2 separate regions of the Macaca mulatta genome follow, and region 1 is linked to region 2. A link is a contact called in public Hi-C data. All regions are on one chromosome and are shown on one strand. The core of a region is the stretch at or near the end of the contact, and the rest is flanking DNA. Distances in the headings are between cores, read along the strand shown. Region 1 overlaps IFIH1 (interferon induced with helicase C domain 1). Region 2 overlaps TANK (TRAF family member associated NFKB activator).

Evidence for each region. Hi-C and Micro-C count contacts between places; a contact is called where the count stands out from the background.
Region 1: a Hi-C map of fetal cortical plate shows a contact between it and region 2, with 4 times the contacts expected there. The contact joins two enhancer-like sites. A contact is called at or near these places in 2 of 14 Hi-C or Micro-C datasets (fetal cortex germinal zone and fetal cortical plate).

The regions. Positions count from the first base shown.
Region 1 is chr12:67,150,872-67,154,828 of T2T-MMU8v2.0, reverse strand. The region is part of intron 3 of IFIH1 (interferon induced with helicase C domain 1); the gene reads left to right. Among named protein-coding and RNA genes, the nearest start is that of IFIH1, 17 kb to the left of the region's middle. Within about 2 kb of position 1,523, at least 2 of the 40 cell types and tissues checked have an H3K27ac peak or open chromatin away from gene starts, as enhancers often do. A contact at or near this core is called in fetal cortical plate, where this site is marked.
Region 2 is chr12:66,032,005-66,035,953 of T2T-MMU8v2.0, reverse strand. It overlaps TANK (TRAF family member associated NFKB activator), which reads right to left. Exons shown (of 7, transcript NM_001257543.1): 4 at 1,050-1,126; 5 at 300-415. LOC144333388 (a long non-coding RNA gene) reads left to right here. Exons shown (of 4, transcript XR_013402007.1): 4 at 1,559-1,783. Among named protein-coding and RNA genes, the nearest start is that of TANK, 44 kb to the right of the region's middle. Within about 2 kb of position 1,708, at least 7 of the 40 cell types and tissues checked have an H3K27ac peak or open chromatin away from gene starts, as enhancers often do. A contact at or near this core is called in fetal cortical plate, where this site is marked.

The sequences.
Region 1 (3,957 bases), core at 274-2,773, 1.1 Mb before region 2:
GGTTAGTTTAATCCATTCTGGCCCTTTCCAGAGCACTAGCAAAGGGTCACTTATTTATGAAAATGTAGCACTTTGCTTCAGACCTTTGCTTTAGAGACCGCTGCTGGCATTCCAAGTGTCTGTTTGTTTCCTTGTTATCTTCAGGACTAAGAATTACTGATATTAATAACTTATAAAGTACCATTAGTCCAGAGAAATTATTGGAGTTCTTTTGATTGAAGTTTTTCTTGCAGAATTTACTATGGAAGGGTTTTGCCTGCATAAGCATTTTCTGACAGAAGTAACAATCGAGGTAAATGTGGAGGTACTCCATAGCTTCTAATAGGCATTTGTGCAGTTTTGTTTTGTGTATCTTCTTGATATTGATAATGTTTAGTCTTTATTTTGAATTCCATTGTATTAGGTTAAAGTTTCAAATAGTTTCCAAGATAGCATTGAAAAAAACTTGTCCCTTAAGCTGCACACAGTCTGTAAATATGATTTTTACATGTGCAAAAAGACTCAAATTATTTGTAATTTTAAATTAAGATATTTATAATTATTATTTCTGAACCAGTTTCTCAAATATTTTCTCAGTGCATAGTAGTCTTAGTGCTATGCAAATGTTGTTAATTATTTATAGCTTTAATGCAAAGATTATGTGTGTGTGTGTGTGTAACACATCTGATGGATAAGACACACCACCATCAGTAACAGTGGCCCACCTTGAAACTAATTTTAAACACATATCTCTTTGGCACTAGAGGTCATATCAGAGTTCTCTAGTGGATTGTTCTAGAGAGTGATTTCGTCATATCTCCAAACTTGGGGGTTGATATGTGTCCTTTTTCCTCCTCCCACCTCTGTTTACAATCAATTGCTTCTCATTACAAAAGTGGTTAGTAATTAAGATATATCAATTTTTTCATTTGCCCTTTTCCAAATTAACAAAATTTCTAAACAACATTTGAACAGTTCTCAGACTATCAATGGGAATTTAATGCTGGATGCTATAGTTCTGCTTTCTGAAGTCACTGGTCGTCTTATAACAAGAAGATAACTGCAAAACTTTGGTGTTTCTCTAGACCAGATTTCCCTAGGAAACATCAGAGGGACACAAAGCCTGCTTTCATTTTCTATTAAAAGCATTTTAATTATAGCAAATAATTGACTGGATTATTTGACCTCTATAAGTTTACAGTAAAATTAGTTGTGCAATCAGTCTTTAATTGTCTGCTACTGTTGCTTTGTCAAAACAAGTGAGTAGTTACTTCACATTAACCTTTTTTCATTATACTATTTTAGGAATTAATGCATTACAATAAAATCAAAGAAAATTAAGTGACATTTAAAACTAAATTAACTTTATTGCATTTGATATAAACTTTTATGCAGAGTGGAGCAGAAAATCCCCCTAAACTTCTTTAATCATTGTGTTAGAGCTGCCCTATTGTGAAAACTAGAAAATGCAAATGCCTCAGATTGGTCAGCAGAGGGCGCCTTTACATTTATAAAGCCAATGGAATTTCACTGTTTCAGCGTGAAAGATTATAATGTAACTGTAGAGTGTGCCATGTGTGAATATACAGTGCGCATGACTGTGATTGCATGTGTGTATTTTGATTTATATATTCGTTCACGTGAAGATTTTAAAATTCCACCCCAGCTAATGAGCTTACCAACCTGCTTGTTTTCAGACTTTAATACCTTCTTTCTCATATTTCCCCATATGTTCCACTCCTTAGGTTTATCCGGTGACATTATGCTTTGGAATATATTGTGGATATATTTTGCATAGATCATGTTCTGTAGGAGGGGTTTAAAAATTGACCTTTATAAAACAGCCTTCTTCTCCCTGGCCCAATCTGTTATAGCACTTTTTTTTGTTGTTGTTTTGTTTTGCCTTTTTATAGACCGAAGTCCAATCTTAGATTTGGTCTATACTAATTTCTGTAAAAGTGCCACAAAATTTATCCTTGCACTTGAGGACCAGAATAATGTTCTGTAGCACTAACCTCTAGAAATCTAGAGATTTTTAGAATCTCTAGAAATAAAACCATAGCATTTGAAACCTAAGTGGAAAAAAATAATTGATACAGTAGTTTACAATAAGACTGTTTCAGAATCACTCATGCTATATCAGAACTGGTTTGAAGTAAGATAGCACACTCCTTTACTTTTTTATTATTCTAAATTTAGTTATCATTGATTATTGAGAACTAGCAGTACTACTGAGGCAATCCAAAAGACAGATATTAATTTGAGCTGAGAGAAAGAGAGGGATGCTGATGCTGATACTGATATTGGTACTTGTTAAAGGATTATGTAAGTTTGTGTTTTATTTGCAACCTAGCATGAGGTATCTGGGTCAGTTATATGGCTTACAGTTGCATAATAGTTCTAGGAGGATTACCATTCATACCTCAGGAATGGGGACATAGATATTATGACAGAAAGACAGAAAGAAATCTCCCTAGTGTGCAGTTAATACGTGTTGGATTTATTTTCATGATACCCGTTTATGACTACAAACGTAAAGCTTTTTTTTTAGCAGAGTTTTAACAAAAGCAGTGATTTTAATTTAGACCATCAGATCTTCCCTTCACAATTTTAGGATGCGAATTAAGTCAGAAGCCAGAGAAATAGGAAGAAGGAGGTGAGTTGGTCAGATAATATAGTCTCATTGAGAGAACCAAGCACTGAGGAATTGCTCAAAAAGTTTATACTCTAATGCAGGAAAGCAAGTGACATGCCTCCACAAAGAAACCGTAATCTAGCCATGGTAAAAGAGATGCAAGATCTGTATTACAGGATGAAGAGACAAGATCTGTGAAAGAAGGAAGACTGATGAGAAAGCTTACCAGATGAGGCATATCAGATATTTCATCTGAGCCTTGAGAGCACTATGCTGGATTTGTAAACAGAGGCAGCAGGCAACATTTCAGGTTTCAGAAACATCATGAGCAAAAGCACAGGCACAAGAAAGCTCAAAATGTGTTCAGAGGAACAGTTTGATGAGAGAGAGCATTTGTGGAGAGGGCAGTAGGATTTAAGACTTCTAAGATCACTGGAAGTTAGTGAATTTCTCAGCAATTTTTACAATACTTTTCCTCACACACACACTTTTAAAAGTATACCATTAATCATTTGGATAATTATAAAATACCAGCACAATGTATGTGTGTACAAGCATCATCTTAGATGATGATTGTAGGGAAGTCCTTAGGTAGAGGAATATATCTAGCAGAATGCTGGAACTGGATCTTACTGGCTTGTAAGAGCCCAGCATGCACATCTCTTTCCAGCTCCACTCAGGATATCATGCTGGAAACTGGCCACAGTGCGAATATTTACACCATGGAAATTGACAAACCTTTTAAAAATCATATCTCCCTCCACCAAAGAGCCAGTTGTTGAACATTTACCTGGGCACCCTTAATGTAATCATATCTCCCTCCATCCTTTCATGTCTACTTAAATTTGCTTAACTCCTATAGCCTTTCCTGAAAGGTGCTTACCAGCCAAAGAGGTTTCTAATTCACATTCTACCTTGCCGTCTCCAAACCTTGTTATTGCCAAGATTTACTTCCCATGTGGTTATCTGGCTCCTCACTCTTAACTGACTCTACTCTAGGACTTTCTGCCTCCATTACTGACTGGCAGTGAATGAATGGGTCATTCTGGTGGGGGTTGTTATCCTTGAAACCTGTGCTTTAAAAACTACCTTTCTTTATTAGAACCTAAGTGCAAAGGCTAAAGGGCATCAATGATACAATCTAAGCCAACCTCATTACACACAATTCAAATTTAATTCTGTTAGAAACATTTCAGCAGTAGAAATTCTATAAACAGGAACAGAGGAGCTCCATGGATAGCCATGTGGGCCTGTGGCTCTAGGAGAGTGATTTTTCTCTTTGGGGAACTCATTTCCTAGAAGCTTGGATCCAGGAGAGAATATGCAAGGTGGGTGGAGGTGGC
Region 2 (3,949 bases), core at 459-2,958:
ATATAGTCAATATTTATTTTGTATTTTTTAAGGTGGGATTTCTCATTAAGATAATTAGTAATTATGTCTTTCAATTCAATCTATATAGTACCATATACAACAAAGAAAAAAAAACCAACAAATACATATGTAATGCACTACAGAACTTACACAGCATGTACACATTCAAATATACGTGGATGAGGGGTAAATTACAGATGCTACACAATTAATAGGCATTCAGGAATATTTTCACATTCAAAAAGAAATCAATTTCAATCAATCAAATCAATATTACTGTAAATTAAATTAAATCTTACCAGTTGCAGTGTCTGGTATATTAAGTTTGCTTAAGTGGTCTTTCTGTGCTTTTGCTAGCATGCATATTCTATGAAATTCTTCTTTCAGATCCCAGAAAGTCTTCTCTATACTACCCCTAAAAAATAAAAATCAACATTTTAAAATGTAAAGCTATAATTTCCAAGTTTTTAAAATAATCAAACTTATGTAGTACCATTTTATGTGCCACAAAATATTTAAAAGTTAAAAAAAAATTTTTAATTCCTAGACAATATCCCAAAAACCAGCTTGTGTTTGTAGAGGGCCAGGCACCAAGTAAGTGATAAATTAAAAGTTTTAATACATAAATATAGTATAGTCTAGCATATCTACTTATTCATATATACACTAATGCTGGCTGTCTTATTCTCACATTAGAAATTTCAATGCATTGACTTTTGTTCTCTGCAAACATCTTAAATAGAATATTAAATATTCCTCATTTTGGTAAAGTTCACATTAGGATCCATCCATATAAAGAAATATGGCCTTAACACTTGGTTTATTGAAATAGTAGAGCTTTAGAGAATTCAAGTTTTAGATCCAGCTCTGCTATTAACTGCATGACTTGTTTAGGTCATTTTTAACATGTAGGACTCTGGGGATGGTTACTTCCACTTATTCTAAAAGGCTATTTTTTTGCAATTGTTAAAGCTTAAAAATATATATATAAAATATATTTCAGTATTGAAAATTTTTAAGAGTTGGCAAAAAAAAGGATGTAGAACTACCTTTCATGGAGCAAAGGACTGCCAAGACTCCTTGCTGAAGTTTCTTTTCTAGGAGAAGAAACCTCTTGTCTTCTTACCTTAAAGATACAAAATGATTACTATTACTACTTTAAATTGCTTCCAAATTCAAATGAGATCAAGTAAAAAGAAAACACAAAGGAAAACTTATTTACCTTCCCTATTGAAAAATAACTTGAGACAGCTTATAGACCTATATGTAATATACAATTGATTTTTTTCTTTAAATGAGAAAAATCAATGAAAAAGGAAAATGAAGAAGGAAAGTCTGAAGAGATGAAATATTTCTGGCAACTTCAATTACTATTTCCGGTACTGGTAATTTAAGAAATTTCTCAAATTCAACTATTGATCAAAATTGCTGCTCTGTTCACCAAGCACTTCATATGCCCAGAAACTTAGGGGGAAATAAAATGTATGTGTTTACTTCTTTTGATATTCAGTAAAAATGGCCTATATATTTAAATTAATGTGTTTGTCTTGTGTTATAGATTCTTTGCTGAAGAATGCAGCTGTATTAAAGGCAGAAAGAAAACCAAGCTACAGCTCCTTATAATTCAACAAGCATTTAAAAGGTTTATAAAATGGTGCAATTATGTATTTAAGCTGCTTCAACACAAGTTCTTGCCTTTCACTCCCACCCTGTGGCTTACACTGGTATTACATCTATTCTGACATTTAAAAATCAACATTAAAGAACATGTTGTAATAATGTATTCTATGTCTTAAATATTTAAAAAATTTTACACCATACCTAGAAAGTGTTGTGTACTTTCTAAAGCTTATAAACTGACAAGTCCAGAGATCTGAAGAATCCTAATACCGAATCATAAGTTATAATTCATCCAAAATTGTATAGTTAAATTTCAAATCCAAACCAGTGGATATCTATCTTTAGTGACATTTAGATTTTATTTAATTAAGGTCATTGTAGCTATTATAAATGGAAGACTTTACTTCATTGTGTCTTATCACTTAAGTACCTCACTCTTGCTTTTCAAAATATTTCTTTCAATTTCTTCAGTCTTATTTGTTCTCTAAGACAAAGACTTGATTTCAGTTTGTTTTTCTTAAAATTAGTATCTTCTTCAATTTATTTCCCAGTTTTTTCTAAATAAATACTTTAAATATATATAGAGTATTATTTTTATAGTATCTCAAAATTAGTAAAATAAAATCTTGCCAATACAAACAATTTGTGATTTTATACATTATACTGTCAGGCCAAAATAAAATAAAGATTATTTTGTTGCTGCATATCATGTGTTTGACAAACATTCAGGTCATATATTCTTCTGGATTAAAACTGCTGTACTGAGCTTTATAATGCAGTCACATCAGAAGATATTTTCACATTCACAGTTTTTTTTTAAAGTGGTAGACAAAGTTTTTCTATGGTGTTTTGTGCAGTAAGAACACTCAATGGATTTTAGTGTGGACTAGGAAGAAAGGCAACATTTTACAGCTAGCCAGCCAGTCAGAACACCACAAATATGAAACAAACTTTTCAAAGATTTTATCATTAAGTCTATATCAACAAAATCAGAGAAGAGGTATATTAGGAGAATACTTGGTCTGGCACAGTGGCTCATGCCTGTAATCCCAGCACTTTGGGAGACTGAGGTGGGTGGATCATGAGGTCAGGAGATTGAGACTATCCTGGCTAACACGGTGGAACCCCGTCTCTACTAAAAATACACAAAATTAGCCAGGCGTGGTGGCAGGTGCCTGTAGCCCCAGCTACTCAGGAGGCTGAGGCAGGAGAATGGCATGAACCTGGGAGGCGGAGCTTGCAGTGAGCTGAGATGGCGTCACTGCACTCCAGCCTGGGCAACAGCGTGAGACTGTCTCAGAAAAGAAGAAGAAGAAGAAAGAATACTTGTATTTGACAATTTAATATGGTCAAACAAACCATAAAATAAGTGATTAAATAGAATGACCTCCTTATAGTGAGCCAAGATTGTACCACTGCACTCCAGTCTGGGCGACATAGCAAGACTCTGTCTCAAAAAAAAAAAAAAAAAAAAAAAAAAAAAGAGTAATGCTCTGTAGTTTTAGGCTAAAACTGGAGATAGTTACAGAAAGTGGTAAAGATAGTGTTCTAAATTCCAAAGTCCTGACTTTGACATAAACTAGGACTGATTGCTTCTGAGATTAAAGAAGTATTAAAAACTAATGGGGATGAAGAGGACTGAAGGAAAAGATAAGAAAAAAATGGCAAACCTTTGTCTCACTTGGTAAATAATTGATGCTAAATTCTGTGATGTTTAGATTTGATAACTAATGTGGGTGAATTTATCAAGAAAAGATTCCTTGGGTGTATTGGCAGGAGGTGAAGGAGGACTCCTTAAGGAATTCCTATGAAGTATCTAAACTAAGGTCTCCAGCTTCTTTGGGGTTAGAAACACAGCTCTGCTTACTATTATTTTTGTTTTTATTGTTATTGAAAAAAAGTATTAGTGGTTGTACTAGGCAATACACTGCACCTTTTATCATTCACGCCAAATAAACCTGTTAATATATTTCAAATGAAAATTCTGAGTTCCCAGTACCCAAGAAAAATTTTCAGAAAGGGACCTCTTAAAATGCTACTTGGAAAAAAAAAAAAAAGCTAAACAGTTTTCTGACAGACATTTTGAAGTTGGGTTTATTTAGAATGGGGCATAACATGTTAATGCTATTTTCCATTATAGCAGTCTGATACAACTTTCTGAAAACAATCATTAATTTTTCAAAGGATTTAGGATTAGTATAGTCAATGGCAACTTCAACACTTTCCCAGAAACTCAGACGTTTTCAGTGCATGATCTTAATAAAGATTAATCAGTTTGCTGAGCATCTCAGAGAGTAAGGATAACTTGTATTTTTCTTTCGATTCTCAA